Regions from separate parts of the Mus musculus genome. Here region 1 is linked to region 2. The links are chromatin contacts, called in public Hi-C maps. All regions are on one chromosome and are shown on one strand. The core of a region is the stretch at or near the end of the contact, and the rest is flanking DNA. Distances in the headings are between cores, read along the strand shown. Region 1 overlaps Rab38 (RAB38, member RAS oncogene family). Region 2 holds the start of Rab38 (RAB38, member RAS oncogene family).

What was found. A called contact is a pair of places that touch in the nucleus more often than the background predicts.
Region 1: a Hi-C map of epidermal suprabasal cells shows a contact between it and region 2, with 2.9 times the contacts expected there. The contact joins the enhancer-like site here to the promoter of Rab38 in region 2. A contact is called at or near these places in 1 of 39 promoter capture datasets (the HPC-7 cell line), 5 of 484 Hi-C or Micro-C datasets (the HPC-5 cell line, the HPC-7 cell line, epidermal suprabasal cells and 2 more), 1 of 115 datasets of contacts at active chromatin or transcription factors (embryonic stem cells) and 1 of 9 other capture datasets (adipose tissue).

Annotation. Positions count from the first base shown.
Region 1 is chr7:88,466,890-88,470,864 of GRCm38.p6, forward strand. The region is part of intron 2 of Rab38 (RAB38, member RAS oncogene family); the gene reads left to right. Among named protein-coding and RNA genes, the nearest start is that of Rab38, 39 kb to the left of the region's middle. Within about 2 kb of position 1,817, at least 15 of the 459 cell types and tissues checked have an H3K27ac peak or open chromatin away from gene starts, as enhancers often do. A contact at or near this core is called in epidermal suprabasal cells, where this site is marked.
Region 2 is chr7:88,428,200-88,431,645 of GRCm38.p6, forward strand. Rab38 (RAB38, member RAS oncogene family) reads left to right here and starts at 2,074. Exons shown (of 3, transcript NM_028238.7): 1 at 2,074-2,404. The coding sequence starts at 2,203.

The sequences.
Region 1 (3,975 bases), core at 567-3,066, 38 kb after region 2:
CTTTCTATTCATTTATTTTCAGGCTATTTGGAAGATATAAGTATAGATGATTCACACTGTATATGTTACAGGTGTTGCTGGTATGTTATGGAGAAGGAATGGAGGGCCTCATTCTTTCCCTCAGTCCCTCTGATTTCAGCTGCCCTTAAAATACAATTCTAGAGATGGCTAAGTACTGTGGGCATGACATTTCTTTTGCCTATCATCTTCCCCTACACAAGCTTTAATTTATACTATCTCCATGCTAGAACTAACAATTTTCTATTTCCTCTAGATTCCTAAAACTATGTCAAAATCTCATGAAATCACATTTTCTTATTCTTTTAATCATTAAGATGCTATTTCATATATTCTATTACTTGCAGTTAATTTCTTCAGAATATTGGTAAAGAAAAGAAACAGACACGTTTCATTATCCTGTCATCCTTAACTGGAATGTGTGCATGCTCTTTGTCGACTTGTTGGTGTTTATTCATTCCAAACCTGGTTAATACATAACTTAATTGCTGCATTTTTTTTTAAAAATTAGTATTTTGTCTTAATTTTATAATGTGGGAAATAAAGCGTAGCAGTATATGAGTACTTTACTCTCAGTGACCAAGCTGGTGAGCGTCAGAGCTGGGACTAAAACTTGTTACTGTTGATTCATCTTCATGCTTTCTTTGTTAATTTCTGACTTAAAAACAAACTAACAACAAAAACAAAAACAAACCAGAGTAGACAAAAGCTTGTCCTCCTCTGTCAGAACCAGTGTCTCTACTTTCTAGCCATGACAAGGGTTTTCCCTGCTTCAGGAGGACTTCATTGTTAAGACCTGTTTGCCTTCTCCCTCCTTGTGTTACTTTATTGTTTTCTGTATGGACTTTGTTTGTCCCCTGTTTTGTGGTGCTTTGCCTTCTCCGATGGTGTCTTGTTTGCCATCTTTTAAGCATTCTTGATTTGTTGGTGACAGCCTTATCTCAAGGCCTTCCATTTCATCTCCGTCTGCTTCCCTGCGAGTAAGATATTGATTTCTTGGGAGAGCCTGCTGGGATTGGGGGAAAAATCAATATCCCATTAGACATAAGTGAGGAGTAGCAGAGCACCTCAGCTGCCAGCTTACTGACCTGACATGCTGGGATAGTGCTCAAAGTCTGGCTCAGCCTGCTGGGCCCAGATAGATTCTGAAATGATGAGAATGTCATAGAGAGAAGAAAGGTAGCCAGGTAGGCATAGGCAGCACTTTCCTATGCTGTGGTAAAGCTGAATGGGAAGATCTGATCTGTGACTCCAAAAAGTGAAGAAAAGTGTGAAATGGCAACAGAGCATTACATTAATTTTCAGACTGGAAGAAACTTGATAAAATACAGAAATATTGAATGGGTACTTTATAAGCGAATTCACAGACTAACCTGGAACACTAAACAAAGTGGCAGGGAAGAGGGGGAACTGGACTTACCAGAAAAGAGAGAAATGGAAAATTCTGTAGATGTGAAAACAAAAGACCTATAAGACATGTAGAGAGGATGCGATTCTGGGTGACAGTCCACCCACAGGGAGCCATGTCTCATTACTGCCTATAATACTGGAGTAAGGAAGGAACAGATCCTAAGAGAAACTCTTCAATTAAGCTGCTCAGCTTGGAAGAAAGCAGTTAGAGAGACAATGATGCAGCATGATGCCCTTAAATCTTCAAACCTTCTTCTTCCCACCAACAGTGTGAGGCCCAGAGAACCTTATGAATATTCCATGCAAGCCACTGACGTACTGAGTGAAACTTTGGAGCAATCCAAACATTAGTCAGATGAGCATGTCCAGACAAAAAGTAAATAGGGCATAGCTACTTCAGAGCCATGGGTGCTGAGTTTCACTCAGGGAAGTGTAAAGATCTTGCTCATCAGTGGGTGAGGTACTCCAGTGACAACACTTTATACAAATGTCTGAGAAACTCCAGAACAATGACTCACCCATCCTGATGTCTATGCAGAAATACAGCATAAAACAATATTGACCAATCATGTATATCAGGTTTCATCTGGATACATGAATAGCAAGTCTCTCATCATTATGATTTGCTCTGGAAAATATCTAATGGAGAAGATGGATCTAACATTCATCTTACCAAGGATGGGATATTGACTGAAGCTTTGTCTGTCACTTTGGCTTTTATTTGTTTTAAATTTTCATTTACTGTGGTTGTTTAAATGAGAAACATTCCCTATAGATTCCAGGACTTGTATTCTTGGCTCCCAGTTAGTTGTGCTGTTTAGGGAGGTTTGGAGTGTATGGATCTGACAGAGGAAGTATGTCACTAGGGTGGACTTTCAGAGCTCATAGTTTTACCCTATTTCCACTTACTTTCTCTGCTTCATGACTGAGGTTGAATACTTAAGGTCTCAGTTTTCTGCTACAGTTGTTTCTTTTCCATAATGGACTCTTATCTAGAACCATAAGTCAAAATATATAAGTTGTTTTGGTCATGATATTTTATCATGGCAAGTGAAAAAACATCCCTTGATTCATTCTATTTTTTAATTGCTCAATTAGATTGTGTGATTATTCCATTCCATTCTATACCTATTCTGTTGTGTTCTTTCTGTTATTTACATACAATACATGTAACTTTCTTTCTCATATCTCATTTGCTCTTTGTTTTATCCTTCCAGTCATATTTTCACTTCTACTATATAAGTATCTATAGCACTAATAATTTTTAAACTACTTGCCCTAATGATATCCTGACCCAACTTCCTTTTACCTGGTCTTCTTTATTTTTAACCATTACTATAATATTGATCCCTAGTCTTACCCAGCCAATTTTCCTTTCATTCTTACCCTTACAATAAGTATCTTAGTACATATCACATTCTCCTGCACCTTTATTCTTTTTTTGCTTGATAGAGTAGAATTATGTATAATTGACAGTGGTCGCAATGAATTTATCTGTTGTCTGGGGTTGTTTCAGTTAGTGTTCTAATCTTAGAATGCTACTGGAGATCATGTCTGGTGCACTGAGGGTTTAGCTTCTGACCCACAGTCCTAATGTAGTAAAGCAGAAAGACACCTCAACTCTACCACAGTCTAGACGCTCTTGAATGTTACAGTGACTTCCAGTAAAAGAATATGCTTCTTAAAGAAAAAACCCAACCAACTACAAAAACCCAAGTGCTTAAATCTTGCAGATGCATAAGAAAGAGGGAAAAATGAAAGCCAGACTTGGTTGCAAATACATAGTGTCATGGTGAGATATTCCACTTAGATTGAATTAGATTTAATTCCAGAGTAAGCCAAAAAAATAATTATAAGAATGCTTAAAAAAATCAAAGAGGACATAAGCTCCTGAATGAACTAGAGAACATCTCTTCATGATAAAACAAAAAACAAACATCAACAAAAACTGGTGGTAGAAGAAACATACTCCAGCATAATACAGACTACATATAGGAGATGTATCACCAATATGATCTTAAATGGGAAAAACCTGCAAGCATTTTCACTAATATCAGAAACAAAAGAAGGATATCTGAAGCTGCTGACCCCTGTTGTTGAATTAGGGAAGGCTGGTAGAAGGTGAGGAGGACCAGCAGTCTCAATTAACCTGGACCTTGGAGATCATTCAGATATTGGAACACCAAGCAGGTAGCCTACACCAGTTAATATGAAGCCCCTAACACATATACAGCAGAGGATTGACGGATTTAGTCAGAAAAGATGCACCTAACCATCAACAGACTGGAGACCTCAGGGAGTGAGGAGGTCTGGTAGGGTGGAGGTAGGGATGGGGGTTGCGACATCCTTGTGAAGACGGGCCAGGAGGAGGTATGGGATGTAGAACAGTTGGAGGGTAGACCAGGAGGGGAATAACATTTGGTTTAAAATTTAAAAAAATTAAATAAATGATTAAATAAATAAAAATATTTTTCTTGTTTGTTTTTGTTTTGTTTTTCTTTTTCTTTCTTTCTTTCTTTCTTTTCTTTCTTTCTTTTTTTTCTTTTC
Region 2 (3,446 bases), core at 824-3,323:
CCTCACTTCATAAAGGGATACAATGATGAAATAACACTGCATGGACCGAGTGTTATTTCTTCTCTGAGCACCCCAGATAAAGGTAGAATACTGATCCCAAAGACCTGGTCCTTCTTCCCTCACAGCCTTAAGTTCCTCAGGGAATACTCACCTGCCCAGTGAGTCTTTCTCTGCCCCCTCCCCTAAATAAACACTTAACCACACATAGGCTTTCCATATTCCCTTTCCTACTTTACAGGTGCATTTATCTAGCCGTGGCTCTCTGATTATTTGTTTATTCCCACAAGCACACGGGTATCTGCAAAGGGCAGATACCTATGAACAAATGGTTAAGTGAATGAATAAGATGCCCCTCAACAGAGGAATGGATACACAAAATGTGGTACATTTACACAATGGACTACTACTCAGCTATTAAAAAGAATGAATTTATGAAATTCCTAGGCAAATGGATGGACCTGGAGGGCATCATCCTGAGTGAGGTAACCCAATCACAAAGGAACTAGTACAATATGTACTCACTGATAAGTGGATATTAGCCCAGAAACTTAGGATACACAAGATATAAGATACAATTTGCTAAACGCATGAAACTCAAGAAGAACGAAGACCAAAGTGTGGACACTTTGCCCCTTCCTAGAAATGGGAACAAAACACCCATGGAAGGAGTTACAGAGACAAAATTTGGAGCTGTGACGAAAGGATGGACCATCTAGTGATTGCCATATCCAGGGATCCATCCCATAATCAACTTCCAAACGCTGACACCATTGCATACACTAGCAAGATTTTGCTATAAGGACCCAGATATGGCTGTCTCTTGTGAAACTATGCAGGGGCCTAGCAAACGCAGAAGTGGATGTTCACAGTCAGCTATTGGATGGGTCACACGGCCCCCAATGGAGGAGCTAGAGAAAGTACCCAAGGAGCTAAAGAGAACTGAAACCCTATATGTGGAACAACAATATGAACTAACCAGAACCCTGGAGCTCTTGTCTCTAGCTGCATATGTATCAAAAGATGGCCTAGTCAGCCATCACTGGAAAGAGAGGCCCTTTGGACTTGCAAACTTTATATGCCCCAGTACAGGGGAACGCCAGGGCCAAAAAGCGGGAGTGGGTGGGTAGGGGATTGGGGGGGGGGGTATGGGGGACTTTTGGGATAGCAGTGGAAATGTAAACGAGGAAAATACCTAATAAAAAAAAAACCACAATCAATCAATCAATCAATAATAAAAATAAAACCATGGCTTCCCTCCCCCCCCCAAAAAAAAAAAAGAAAAAGAAAAAGAAAAAGAAAGAAAGAAAGAAAGAAAGAAAGGAAGAAAGAAAGAAAGAAGGCGTTGAAACCGAAGAAGACCTGGATTTGAAATAGGCGTTTTCTTTACATTTCTAAAGTGGGACTCCTCACTTGTAAAAGGAAAAATAATGATACTTTTAAGACTTCCAGGATGACTAAATGGTGTGTATGAGAAGATTTATAAACATCTGCCGCTACTTACAATGATAAGACCACTTGTGTGTTGTTCAGCTTGGAGAATTTAGGATAGGAGTGGAGGCTGAAAGAAAAGTAAGCCCTTAGCATTTCCTCTCAGGTGGCCTCTACTTTAGGTCATTAACAGTTGAATAGGCGCTAAGAGATAGCATTACCACTTTATAGAAGCCCAGGCAAAAGGAGATTAAAGGGTTTGCCTAAATTCTTTCAACTCTAAGGGCCAGAGAAGACCTAAGTCTACTGCTTTGCTGTTTCTCAAGGTCTCCCCAACTTTACAACACTGTGTGGGTGGCAACAGGGCTTAATAGCCTCAGAAGACCTGGGTATTTTTCGACACTCAGTTCTCTCCCCGGCAGAACGTGGAAAACAAAATCCACATAAGTTTGTGTCATGGACGGGAGGCGAGAGAAAAATCTCTGTGAAAGGAGTAAAGCACTGTGCAAATACCAGCTTGACAGGCAGTAGCACTGGGGTCCCGGGTCCTTTAGCTTCCAGTCCCAGGAGTTGCTCTTGTCTCCTCCCACTCTGGAGTCCGCAGAGTAGGAAGGAGGATTAAACCCGGGGGAGGAGTTCCGCACCAGCTCCCTATCCTGCGCCAGCACGCCTAGCCTAAGCGCCCACATAGAGCTCCGGTCTCCGTCGGTGCCCAGCCCCGGCTGTGCTTCCCAGAGCAAGCTCCAGGCTCCGCAAGACCCGCGGGCCTCCAGGATGCAGACACCTCACAAGGAGCACCTGTACAAGCTGCTGGTGATCGGCGACCTGGGTGTGGGCAAGACCAGCATTATCAAGCGCTATGTGCACCAAAACTTCTCCTCGCACTACCGGGCCACCATTGGTGTGGACTTCGCGCTGAAGGTGCTCCACTGGGACCCAGAGACGGTGGTGCGCTTGCAGCTCTGGGACATTGCTGGTGAGCGATCAGAGCAGCGCGCAACGGGTGAGGGTGGAGTGAGCCAGTGAGGAGTTCGGGGGTGAAGGTTCGGGGAGTGGAAAATGACTTTTCAGTCGGTTCCAGTCCCGGGACCCTTGAGTGCAATCAAGCAGGAGATCCGGATCGCCTGGGCGCTCCACTCTTGGAAAGTTTGGCTTAATGGCTTGGAAACCTGATTTCAAAGAAATGGAAGTGTTTTCTTTTCTTTCTTTCCTTTTTTTTTTTTTTTTTTTTCTTTTGCTGTTGTTTCTGTTGGAGTCGTCCCCACTCTACCTGTAACTTCTAGATAACTTCGCTGGCTCTCACTGGCTGTGAGAAAGCGAACCACTTTCTCCTGGGATTCTTGGGTGCAGAGAAGGCTGTCGCCTGGACTCACAAGGAGATTGTAGTCGCATTCTTGTTTCATTCTAGTCCTTTTCTGGACACAGGTAGCCGCGACTTGGCCCAGAGTATCTCACGTGGCTTTCATCCTTCGTGTTTAGAGGGGAAGCCCCTAGGAAATTTAAGAAGGAGCAGGATTATCTTAGGAATTTAGTTTCTTTCAAATCTCACTACTATCATCTCCTTGCTTATTGGCCTCTTCAGTCAGAAAAATTTGAGATGCTAAATTTGTATACATCTAGAACGAACTATCTCTTCTCACTCCACTCCCCTCTTCCCCATCTCTCTTCCGTCTCCCTCCATCCTTGGCTATCTCTTCTTCACTTTCCATTTCAAACAGGAGACTGTGTATGTTTTTTAGGAAAACATTAAAAAAAAAACCACAAAAACAAAAACAAAACGGAGACAGGGTCCCGTCATGTAACTCTGCTAACCTATATCAAGCTGACCTTGACCTCATAGAGACCCACTTGCCTCTGCCTCCCTAGAGGCAAGGGTCGGGGTTATGGTGATGTTAATGTCGTTTGCTTTAAGATTCCTTGATTTGATCTTGGTGTATTTTTTGAGAAATCTAAAGTATGAAATCAGAGTTTGACTAACAGCTTCTACCAGCTCCTAGCCACAATAAAGACTGAGGCAG